2 separate regions of the Zea mays genome follow, and region 1 is linked to region 2. The links are chromatin contacts, called in public Hi-C maps. All regions are on one chromosome and are shown on one strand. Each heading gives the region's core, a stretch centred on a gene start, on an enhancer-like site or on the middle of the called end of the contact. The rest is flanking DNA. Distances are from core to core; before and after follow the strand shown.

Region 1 (6,232 bases), core at 2,059-4,558, 210 kb after region 2:
TTCAAAATTACTTCAGCCAGTTCACCTCCATATTTGATAGCTTCAGCTCCCATTACTACAACATATGTCCGCGTCCCCCACCTGATGCGTAGTGACGCCCCTCCTTTATGGAAATTGATGCCAAAGGGGGAGAGAAATGAAGATGGGAAGATGACAATCAAGGGGAGCTCGCATGTGGACATTCGGACATTTATTACATATGCATGTTTATTATGTTTATGTTTTATTATGTTGTATATTGTTGAGTTGATAAACTATGTTATTTCAAACTTTGTTTGACTTCTTAAGGTTCTATTAGTTCGAAATCTTATGAACTTGTAATGGTTAATTGAGGTGTTATTTCTCTTGCTGCGTCCATGTCTCATATTATTATACTTGCATACCTCGATAACCATGATTGTAGGATGATCTCCGCCAAAACTCAGATATAATATGTGTGTGAATTCTTCAACTGTATATTCTTCATGCACACATGTAGGGGGAGATACTCCTACATTTTGAGTTTTCTGTGCTGACTTATCAACATTTCAGATGAACTTTAAATCAAGATAAGTCACTCAAAACTCATCTCAAATCTTTCTTATACCCAGTATGTAAGGAAGGTTTGAGAAACAAAATATACTTTCTATAAAATATGCAGTGTTGTCATCAATTACCAAAAAGGGGGAGACTATGAATCATCTAGGCCCCTTAGTGGTGTTTTGGTAATTAATGACAACTGCTTGTGGACTAATAGTTCTTGGAGAAATAAGAATGTAGGATTGGACCACAGGAAATAGGAAGGTTTTGGAGACATAGAACCATTGGTTGTGGATCGAGTGAAGGCAAAGGTATAACGTAGGTTTTTTTTGCCGGTCATCGGGAGTTTAGAGAAGTAATTGACCTGATTAGTAGGCTAGATGGTCGTACTATTAAGAGGGGTCAATGAACTTGATCGGTGTAAAACTTAGTGCCTCATAGAGCATAAATTGTTGTATTTGCATGAGGACTAACAGCGCTTCGGTTTCCAAAAGTCAAAGTCTTTTGTTAAAGCGCAATCTAAAATTACTGAATTCTGGGGTCGACGGACTGTCCGGGCCATGAGGCCGGACCGTCTGCGACTGTGCTAGAGGGGTCTGCTGGCGCACATGTCCCTGTGTTCTTATGCGGACCGTCCGGCCAGGGTTGGCGAACCGTCCGCATGTGTCAAAATACCATATGATGTGTTTTTATGACTTTGTACTACGGACTGTCCGGGGTTTTTGCCTGGACAGTACGTGGTCCAGGGACGGACAGTACGACCATGGTTGGCGGATAGTCCGCTCGTGTTGTTCAATTTGGTTAGTGCTCTGGCATTTCATATTGACAGGTCCCGGACCGTCCGGCTTAGGCTCAAAGATCAAGTCGTGTCTTGATAGTGGAGCAAGTGAGAGCTTGAATTCCACCTCAACGTGGATTAGGGGTAATCGACAAATCACCGATACCACGAGATAAATCTCTGTGTCATTCTCTCACTCTTTACTTATTACTTGCAACTTGCAAGTAGTTAGTAATTTGTGTATTGTCTATCATTTGTAGAATTGACATAAATTACTCATCATATTTTATTAGCCTATCATAGCTTGGAAATGTATATCTCTTGTTGTTTTGATTAAATTTCTCTAATGTCTTTAATTTTAGTTAAAACTGTCTTTTCACCCTCCCCCTCTCTAGCCGGTGTCCTAGATCCTACAAGTGGTATCAGAGCTTTGGACTCCATTATTTGTGGATTTAACCATCTTGGAGTTGGACAAAATGGCTAGTAACAACAATGTGCACATTAGGAAGCCACCGTATTTTGATGGGAACAATTATGACTATTGGAAAATAAGAATATCAATGCATCTTAAAGCTATGGGAGAAAAGATTTGGCCTATTGTTAGAGATGGGTTTGTCGTATTGAAGCAAGATGAACCATCACTTATTGACAATGAGAATATTCTAACCAATGATCAAGCCATGAATGTGTTCTATGATGCTCTAGACGTAAATGAGTTCAACCGCATAAAAAATCTCACAACCGCTCATTAGATTTGAACCAAGCTAATGAAAATTCATGAATGAACTACAATTGTGAAGAGTGCAACTCGGTTTGTTAACGAGACAGCTCGAGCTGAGTTCAAGCCAGCTCATTAGCTTAAATGAGCTAGCATTTGTGAGCAAAACAAAGCCTCCACTTGTGTTGGATGAACTAATAAGTGATGTACTGCATTAATTAGGTGTTGAATTCATGTGGTATGTGAAATTATGAGTACTATTACTCTATTCAAGTGTTAAATTGATCTAGAATTAATTAGTGATTGATTATATTGTTGTGTAATATATACATATTGTTTTTTGTTGTAGCTCACAAGCTAAACGTGCCAGCTCGAGCTCGCAAATGAGTCGAGCCGAGCTGGTTTTCTGGCTCGATTTCTTAACGAGCCGAGTTAGCTCGTTAACTTAATGAGCCAGCTCGAGCCCAACGTGCCGAGCCAAAGTGGCACCATATCTAGCCCTACCAAAGACGACGCAAAGGACAAGGGCCATCCCGCCGACCATACTGCTAAGAGGGCTCGGATTCATCTCTTATCACAACAACTACGTGACAACCCTTGTACTCCTGGGCTTCCCCTTGCGACTATAAAAGGTGGAATCTAGGATCTCCGAAGGGGGGAGAAAAAACACAACACTTGACCGCTCACTCCATTCCTGGTATTGGCACCGGCCTTAATCATTTAGAGATTTAGGACCTACTCCTGTCTCGACTAGCTTGTATCACCTACTATGAGCACCTATGTGTAAGATAATATAAATCTCATCCACCATCGCTAGAATTATGGTCTTCTCTTGCACAAATTCACTTGTTGGTTGGGACCCTCTGGTTAAAACACCGACACATAACAGTAGCCAGTAGACACAAGCAAACAGTCTTCATCGGTACAATTCATTTCAATTCACAGAATTCTGGATTCCGTAGCAATAACAACACTTAGTCAGCTACCCCGAAGATAGAGGCCTAAATAGATAGAGGCCTTATTTCCTGGCACTTATTCAGAACAACTTTGAGCAAGTCCATAATAAGCCTAAACACGGAGGCATCATGCAGGGCACTGTCCATCTGCCTCTTCAAATTGACAACTGTAAGTGGAAGCTCTAAGAAGGAGCGCCAAGGTAAGACGCCAGCCGCAGGATGTCGCAGAAGACGCCACCCGCAGTCACCTCCGCGCCCGCGCCTGGGCCCCGCACGATTAGCGGCTGCTCCTTGTACCTCGAGGTGGTGAATGCGATGATGTTGTCGGAGCCGGAGAGCTGCGCGAACGGGTGGTCCCTCTTGTACCTACGTAGCTCCACCTGTCCCCTCTTGTTCACCGTATCCACCACTCCAACGTAACGCAGGACCTTCAGATGGAATAAGGGAAGGGAATCTGAATCACCTCTGCTCAAGTAATGTTGGAAATATGCAGGCGAGAATGGATCCAACAAAGCAAAAGCTAGATCTCATAACATCGCACAATCCAATTGTCATATATATCCCGAAAGAGAGGTCTGTCTACTCACTTCGTCTGCAGCATCAGCATCACTGCGTTGCCTGGCCCAGTCCTCGTCAAAGGATGGTAGCTTCTGCATGAATTCATCTGCTGACGAGCATGCCTGTGTGATAAAAACAAATTAGGGAGAGTGAAATACAAGGCATTATTTGCTAAGAGGAGAATCATCTTACTGCAAGTGTTTCTGGCACAAGGCTCTTCACAGGAATATCAGAAAGTTCAAGCCTCAAACCTGATTCCCTTGCAAGGATAATGACCTATTCCAATAGGGAAAAGAAGTATGAGTAACTAATAAAGGATGAGGGAAAATAAAGTACAATAGATGTAATTTTGGTTCTCTGCTTTTGAAATCAATCAAAAAGTGTGAAGCTGAGGGCATAACAATCTTTTCTTCCTCATCTAGTATTCTAGTGTCCTGGATACAAAAACTACAAATTTGTGATGGCCTAAGGACAAATCAAACATAATAATGTCCTACAAGCAAAGCCATACTTTTTTTCTCGAAAAAAACGTAGGAGGACTGCGTTTTAGATATATATTAAGAAGAGAGAGACAAGGGTCTAAAGAGACCTAAAAAAACAACGCACTCCTTATGGAGGTCAGTAACACTCGTACATGAAAGGATCCATAAAAACACACACACTCCCTACAACAACCTATGTTGGGGGGGGGGGCAGCCAAGGAGAGCCCTTTGGCTCCAGCAATTTCCCAGCAAAGCCATACTCTTCAGTGTCCAAAACACACTTTCCCCATTATCTCTGGTCATATCCTCAACCTTTTAGTTTTATATGTTCTGTAAGGACTCTTGCTGATCCATCCATAATACAGATAGCATAAATTGTCCCATTCAATGAAAAAAAGAAAAATAATCAGAAACTGTCTACTGTGCTGATAAATTGAAAAAACAGTGCCCAGTGTATAGGAAAGAATAAGTATGATATTCAATAACCGTTTGACAGAAACAGGGTCCACCTTTCGGGCAACATCAGTTCCAGATAGATCATCTCTTGGGTCAGGTTCAGTGTATCCCGCCTCTTTTGCTTCAGCAACGACATCACTGAATGCCCTTGTTCCTTCGAAATTATTAAATATATAACTCAAAGTTCCACTGCAAAACAACTTCTGTGTCAGCCATCAATAGATTGATACTGAATTTATTGAATAAAGAATGATACTGAATTTATTGAATAAAGAATGATACGGTTTGGTTGGTGCCCTAGTTTGCCACAACTAACCTCCAATAAACTGTAGCTGCCACATAAAGTACGGCGAACAAAATCAAAGCCACGCTTGTGACAAATTTTGGCAAGAAAATGAGTCTAGCCGTATGGGACAAGGCACTAAAGCTGTGGTGCAACCCATAGTTCTTTTGTAGTTTACCAAAGTTGCAGAGTGGCACAGTAAAATTCTTGTAGCCTGGTCAGAAACATACACACAAACCTGAAAATGCCCTCAATACGCAGTATCTTGTCACCCGTCTCCAGAAGACCTCGCAAGGTACTAATGATTGGGAGGCCAGCACCAACAGTTGCTTCATAAAAGTAATGAGTGTACGAGGCACGTTGCAGAGTCCGCAATTTCAGGTACTGTATCCAAAGAAAAGTAAAAAATTCTTAATCAGTAAACACTGCAGTAGCAGATGTGCATTCTGTATGGAATGAGTGATTATGTCTTAAGATTCACAAATCACAGGTTTTATGTCTTCCAAGATTCGAGGCTTATGCCTTTAAGATTCTTGGATTAGCCATGATCAGTTCATAACAATCATTGATACAATTCATGTGCACAAATTAACTGACAATCAATTAAATACAGTTCAGTGATCATTAAAAACAATTATTTAAGACAAAAGTATAAAAAAGTTTCATCAGCCAAATAATTACCTGATCAAGTGGCCCAGAATTTGCTTTCTTATTTGGTGTGATGACATGAATACCCTTCTTTAACCAATTATAATAGTGGGATGCAACACTTGTATCTGCTGTGCAGTCCACCAAAACTTTGTTTGGAAATACGTGATTATCGGATAAATGATGAACAAAACTATCAATATCAGCTGGTTCTGCTTCCTTTTTTAGAAGTTGTTTCCACTGGGTTAAGTCTATTCCCCTACAGAAAAAAAAATGGAAATTTTGTGAAATATTAAGGAAACCATAATTATAGTAGCAAAACCCCATAAAAGAAACACAAAGCTTTAGGTCAGGAAAAAAATATTTTGGTGAAATAAATAAATATCCATGTGTGTTTGAGTGACATGCAAAATATCTTAGTTTTTAAACAAAATTATATGTTGGATCATTCCTTCCTATAATGTGCCAGATAATACATAATTATTCGCAGCAAGACAGCACAATGCACATTGAGGAAACAAGGATTCAAATACATACGTGTCGCTCAAAAGCATTGTACTTGAGCCAGTTATTCCAATGACACGCAGATCAATGTTCATATTTTCCTTGAGAGCAGCAACCTGTGGAAAGATTTAAATTAGTACAATTACAAACTTCTGGTTTGAATAAGCCCTGATAGTCCTTCAAAGAAATGACTGGATTCTGTTTATGAAATTACAAGCTGAAGATACCTGATCCTTGAGCTGGTTAAGGAGTGTTCTACCAATTAAACCAGGTCCAATGATGCCAACTGCAAGTGTCGTTTTGGAGAGGAAGAACCTTGAGTGAGCAGCT
Region 2 (6,161 bases), core at 3,343-5,842:
TAATTCCAACACTGCATGTCTCCGTATGGCCGGCTCGGTTTGTCATCTTGCAAGGCTGCTGGATTCTTGTAAATGAATTGGCTCGCTCATCACGCAGACGTAGTATAGGGAAATCAGCTCTTTATGCTCATACACACACTTTGTAGAAGAAGCCAAGAAGGTGACGGGGATAGGCGAACAAGGAAATTATTACAACGTGCACATGTTGGATGTTTTTTCTCCTTTCCGACGACCTATGCATGCATGTGTGACTGGCATTAGAAAAATTAATTGAAACGCTCAATCATGAACCAATCGGATAATTGAACACGACACGAGATAGCAGCCACACGTACAAACCCATGCACACACCAACAACAATATTACGGGTCTATGGATGGACGTCGACGATCGACCTAACTATACCCCATCCACGGATCATGAATTCGTTACTCATATATACATGAATATGTCCACTTATATACCAACGAACTTGAACACTACAGTACGTCCAATCATTTTCGGCGCTCAGGAACCGTCGAAAATAAACCCTATACTGCCCAAAATAGCCTATTTTCGGTGGTCCCTAGCCACCAAAAAAATAGCTTAGCTCTTACTTTCGGCGGCCCCGGCTAGGCCGCCAAAAATTAATTATTTTCTGGGGTTGTATCTTTGCCACCGAATACTATATGCGCTTATTTTCGGTAGTTAATATCAGGCCGCTAAAAATAAGCATATTCAAAGCAAAAAAATATATGGAAAACGTAAAATCAACAAGAATTTTAACAATATACATCACATCACAACATAATATTATAGCAGCAACATAAATTTTCAGAATTACACAAATTCACCATAAATATCATAATTCACCACAATTCCTCACAAATACATCACAGTCCAGCAAAGCACCACACAAATCCATTACAATCCAACACAAACTCACAAATATATCAGAAGCCATCACATTTCATATCAAATTCACCACAAGAGTTATATCAAATCCATCGCATCGGCCAAATTCAGGACAAGAGTTATATCATCACATATAGTGGTCGTTTGAGTTGTAACCACTAAATCCAGAAGCGAAGAAGTTGTTTACGAAGTCGTCTATCTGGTTTAGAGTCTAAAAGAAAGAAGATATTGATAACTACAATATTAAGTTGACCACTATTCAAACGAATTGTTTGTCAAACTAACCTTCTCTGTGGTAGCCCCCTCCCCTCCAGAAGCTCCTCCTTGTGCTGGTATCATCAGTGGTGTCATGTTGTTGCCTATAATCCCCAATTCCTACAAAATCAAGTTATGTCAAGATTTGAAAGGTTAATACTAACGACAAGTCTAAACTAAATTGAATTTGATCGACGCACCGGAGTTATTTCATAGTAAGTTCTTGTTCATAATACATTCGAATAGAGATACTTAACGACGGATCTAATCTGGAGGAGGTGTCGGAGCATGTAATCCCCATTGAGGCATCAGCGGCTGAAATTGAGGGAAAACGAATGGTTGTTGTTGTGCCTGCTCTAGAAACCAAGACTGTTGCAAATACAATATATTAGTTATAGGAGAAGTATATATACGACCGTGTTGAGAATAAATAAGACACACATGTTCATTGCTTGTTGCGCATGTGCGTTGTAAGCATCCATGTACTCTGATTGTTGTCGGATAAGTGCTACTTGTTGTCACCGCATCTCTTCACGAAACCTTTCTTGCTGCTCCCTCACAGCCTCCTCCATGCTCGAGCGTCGACTATGGTTGCTACCACAACCCGCCTGCGACGAAGAGCCCCCACGAGACCGCAACTCCATCGAATCGATCACAACGGTAAATATAGAATACCTTGAAAAACAAGAAAATTAGCTATTCGGTCATAGTTTGATTCTTATTGAAAAAATTCACAAGTTCATACCATCCATGAGTCGGGTCACAAAATCGAGTATACTCACATATGTGTGTTCATGCAATGACTCTTCAGAGTTTTTAGTAGCTTAAAAACCTCAAAACCTTTGGTGTGGGAAGATCCTTAGAGCTGAGGTTCAACTATGGACATAACGAATCTAGCATTTCATGCATCGCATCACCGCTAGCCTAATCATTGTTCTCCTCTTCTACATTCGGGCTGGGTACTACCTCACCATGATTTTCCCACACCTCATATTCGGGCATAAATCCAAACTGATAGAGATCTAGGATAATTATTTCCTTATTAAGGAATGTACTATTTTCATGTCGCCTACAAGGTGATCTGACAGTGCCGGTTAATGACAAGGAGAACGTACGGTCTACAAAATGTTTGGCCTTGGTTACCCACTCATCAGAATGACATCTATTACTACTCCAACCATTGTACATTCATTCACGACCTTCTGACATGCCTGAGGCTATTAAAGCGGACCATATCATAAAAACTTTATTCAACTTTCACAAGGGCTTCGATCCTACATCTATAGGCAAGGATAGGTCCTGAACCCATCCAACAGTGACCGACAGAACACGTATTTATGACAAGCCAACATGATCTGAAGAAAATTTCGATAGCATAACCTCGTTGTTCTCTAGCTGCACGCCAAGTATGGTGCAGTGGAGAACAGTGAGGTTATGCCACCGAAATTTTCTTCAGGTCCTACTGACTTGTCATAAATCAGCGTCATGTCGGTCACTCCGAGGCTATCCATAATAGGGACAATTTCATATGGATACGTCTCACATATGTCAAGCACGTGAGACGAACCTATCTGAAACGAGTGACACATAAGTTTCGCTATAAAAACAATACTATAACACATGCTAATAAGGAAATGACTAAAATAATAATATAACACACTTATCAACCTAAATAATAAAGCATGTTACTATGAAATTAAATTAAAACATCTCTAAACTCTAAAACCAAATTAAATGTGCTGTTAATGGAATCAAACTAAAGAATAACTCATGTTAATATGAAATTTAAGTTAAACGTTATATTAGTTAATAGAATCAAACAATATTTGAACGGTCTAATCAAATAACAACTAACTAACCATACATAATAAAAAATGTCTAATCAAACAATAAATACAGTATTAATCATTAATTTCGGCGTCTAATTAAAATCGGCCACCAAAAATAAATAATAAAATGCAAACAAAATATTAACCTCTTGCAGCCGGTGTCACGATGGTGATGGTGAACAGACGGAGTCACAGTCGAGGACGAGGGCTGCGTGGTGAGGCAAGTGTGGCTTGCACTGGAGGCGGCGCTGCGGCACAGCGAGGAGGGCCCAGCAAGGCACTAGCGGTCAGGGCGGGGCCAGTGCGGCGAGCCAGCGTGGATTCTCGACGAGGAGAGTGCGGCGTGGCGGTGGCGCACGACCATGGGCTTCCGGCGAGGAGGGCGCGGACGGGGCCGGCTGGAGGCGGCGCTATGCGGCGGTGGCGACCGCGGGTGGGGGCAACACGGCGTGATATGGCAGGTGTCGAGAAAGGCCACAGTGCGTGGCGCACAGAGACGACATGGGGAAAGTGCACGTGGGAAGAGAGAGAAAGAGGAGGTCACGGGGCCTATAAAAACGTTAACCTTCGGTGGCCATTGAGGTGGCTACTGAAAATACGTTAACTTTCTGCGATTAGAGCATCTCCAATAGTTATGTAAATTTAGCACCCTAAATTATAGATTTAAGAAGTTCCTAAAATACTTTAAGAAGTAGAAAAATGTATGTGCTTCAACAGTTCCCTATTTATTGGTTGCTAATTTTAAAAGTTGTCTATGTCAATATAAAATAAGCGAGCATGCTTTCTATTTTTAACTGAGTCGGCGGTAGAAATCAATATCAACAATCTTCTCTGATGTCTTGAGAGGTCGAAGTTACCGATGGAAGATCAGACCGTCACGGTGATGGCGTGAAGACATCACAGGATGTGCTCTGACGACGCCTCGACGTAAGAGGTTGTGTAGCAGTGACGACATCAAGACATCTGGGCGCTCCCGATGGATTTGTGGTCAACAGGACAGTGGGACAACGCAAAACAATGGTAAAAGTGTGATTTTCACGATGGATTTATTACCAACGTTGATTTAGGGAGTCCCAACAAGGTTGGTAAATGTAGGGATGAAATTGAGTTTTGTAGGGAGTTTGTAAATTTAGGGAACTGATTTACATAACTGTTGGAGAAGAGTTTTTCTTGAAAACTTGTTAAATTCATATTTAAGGATTTGTTTACATAACTATTGGAGATGCTCTTATGTACCATGCCGTCGTTTTTACATTAAATTTCGACGATTTTTGTTAGCCGACGAAAATTAAAATTTATTTTCGATGACTGAAATTTGGTCGGCGAAAATAATGCCAACCGGCGAAAATGGTTGTTCCTCTTGTTGTGGCATATAAATCTATCAAATCAGAATATTGCAGCAACGTCGAAAGCTGCCGCCCCAGCCGGCCTTATTATTGCACATGCACACACGACACGATGACGAGGACCTGCTCATTTTTGTTTTCCCCTTCTAGCAGTCAACGACTATTTATGCGTGCCCGGCAGAGAATCAGTAGGGAGATACGATCAGTCAACTCGCACGGCCTCGACTATAAGGAGGAGCACGTAGCTGATCCCTTTTCACCCACCAAACTCCACACAACTCACAGCTTTTTCAGTGTGGGCTAGTAGTAGGTAGCTGTATTAGAAGTTTAGAACCAGTGACCCACCGTGGTGGTGGTGGTGGGCTACAGCCACTCAGCCATGTCGTTGCTGCCGTGCCTGCTCGTGCTATCGTCCCTGCAAGCGCCGGCCATCGTCGCTGCTTCTGCAGCTGCAGGTGGCCGACCGCCGGCGATGTTTGTGTTCGGGGACTCCACGCTGGATGTGGGCAACAACAACTACTTGGCGGGGCCGGGCGTGCCCCAGGCCAACAAGCCCTACTACGGTATCGACTTCCCGGGCTCCGTTCCCACTGGACGATTCAGCAATGGCTACAACATCGCTGACTACCTCGGTAACAAAACAATACATTTCCTGCATGTTTTTATTTTTTTGTATACGCGCTACATACATGCTTGCATGGATGTGCAGCAAAGAGCATGGGGTTCGCGTCTAGTCCTCCGCCATACCTGTCGTTGGCACCTAGCACCGGCCGTCTGGTCCTCACAGCTCGTGGCAGCGGTGTCAGCTATGCTTCCGGAGGAGCTGGGATCCTCGACTCCACTGTAATACAGTAGTGTTATTTCATTCATGCATCGTGTGTGTGTGTTTATCAGATATAGCGAGATCAAAAATGTAATTACGACCTGAAATGCAGAACGCGGGCAACAACATCCCATTGTCGAAGCAGGTGCAGTACTTCAAGTCCACCAAGGCACAGTTGGTCACGAAGCTGGGCTCCCGTGCGACCCACCTCCTGCTCTCCAGGTCCGTCTTCCTCTTCAGCGTCGGCAGCAACGACCTATTCGTCTTCGCCACCGCGCAGGCGTCTGCGCACAACAACAAGTCAGCTGCCGACCAGCAGCGTGACGTCGCCACGCTCTACGCAAGCCTCATCTCCAACTACTCAGCAACCATCACTGTAAGTATGCACTCCTATGTATTCCGTACGCATGTGGCGGATCGGAGCAATCAAGAAGATCGATATATACATTACATCCATCATTCATGCACTGCAGGAGCTGCACACCATGGGCGCGAGGAAGTTCGCCATCATCAACGTGGGGCTGCTCGGCTGCGTCCCCGTGGCGCGGCTGTCCGGCGGGACGAAGACGGGCGCGTGCTTGGACGGCCTGAACGAGCTCGCGTCGGGCCTGGACGACGCCCTCGCGGTCCTGCTCGCCAGCCTCGCCTCCCGCCTGCCGGGCTTCACCTACTCGCTCGCCGACTACTACGGCCTGTCGATGGCCACCTTCGACGACCCGGGGGCGTCGGGGTACACGGACGTCGCCGACGCGTGCTGCGGGGGCGGGAGGTTCGGCGCCGAGGCGGACTGCCTGCCCAACGCCACGGTGTGCAGCAACCGCGACCAGCACGCGTTCTGGGACAGGGTGCACCCTTGCCAGCGCGGGGCGATGCTCACCGCGCAAAACTTCTACGACAGCCGCCCGGGCCGATACACAGCGCCCATCAACTTCAAGCAGCTGGCTTCCACCAGTTTATGAATTATGATGATCTTCATATGGATAGAACAAAGGAAAACCACCGTACGTCGAGTAT

Evidence for each region. Hi-C and Micro-C count contacts between places; a contact is called where the count stands out from the background.
Region 1: a contact with region 2 is called in a Hi-C map of ear, with 2.2 times the contacts expected there. The contact joins the enhancer-like site here to the promoter of LOC100194191 in region 2. A contact is called at or near these places in 2 of 25 Hi-C or Micro-C datasets (ear and leaf).

Annotation. Positions count from the first base shown.
Region 1 is chr7:84,458,168-84,464,399 of Zm-B73-REFERENCE-NAM-5.0, forward strand. It overlaps LOC100280067, which reads right to left. Exons shown (of 19, transcript NM_001361016.1): 12 at 6,130-6,232; 13 at 5,936-6,018; 14 at 5,432-5,657; 15 at 4,989-5,134; 16 at 4,521-4,656; 17 at 3,722-3,805; 18 at 3,559-3,651; 19 at 2,883-3,399. The coding sequence ends at 3,154. Among protein-coding and RNA genes, the nearest start is that of LOC100280067, 13 kb to the right of the region's middle. Within about 2 kb of position 3,309, at least 6 of the 20 cell types and tissues checked have an H3K27ac peak or open chromatin away from gene starts, as enhancers often do. A contact at or near this core is called in ear and leaf, where this site is marked.
Region 2 is chr7:84,250,242-84,256,402 of Zm-B73-REFERENCE-NAM-5.0, forward strand. It overlaps LOC100194191 (GDSL esterase/lipase), which reads left to right and starts at 4,593. Exons shown (of 4, transcript NM_001139236.1): 1 at 4,593-4,956; 2 at 5,034-5,167; 3 at 5,260-5,523; 4 at 5,621-6,161. The coding sequence starts at 4,704. The coding sequence ends at 6,106. It overlaps LOC103632524 (a long non-coding RNA gene), which reads right to left and starts at 3,482. Exons shown (of 5, transcript XR_555993.3): 1 at 3,125-3,482; 2 at 1,591-1,824; 3 at 1,350-1,518; 4 at 1,180-1,269; 5 at 811-1,105.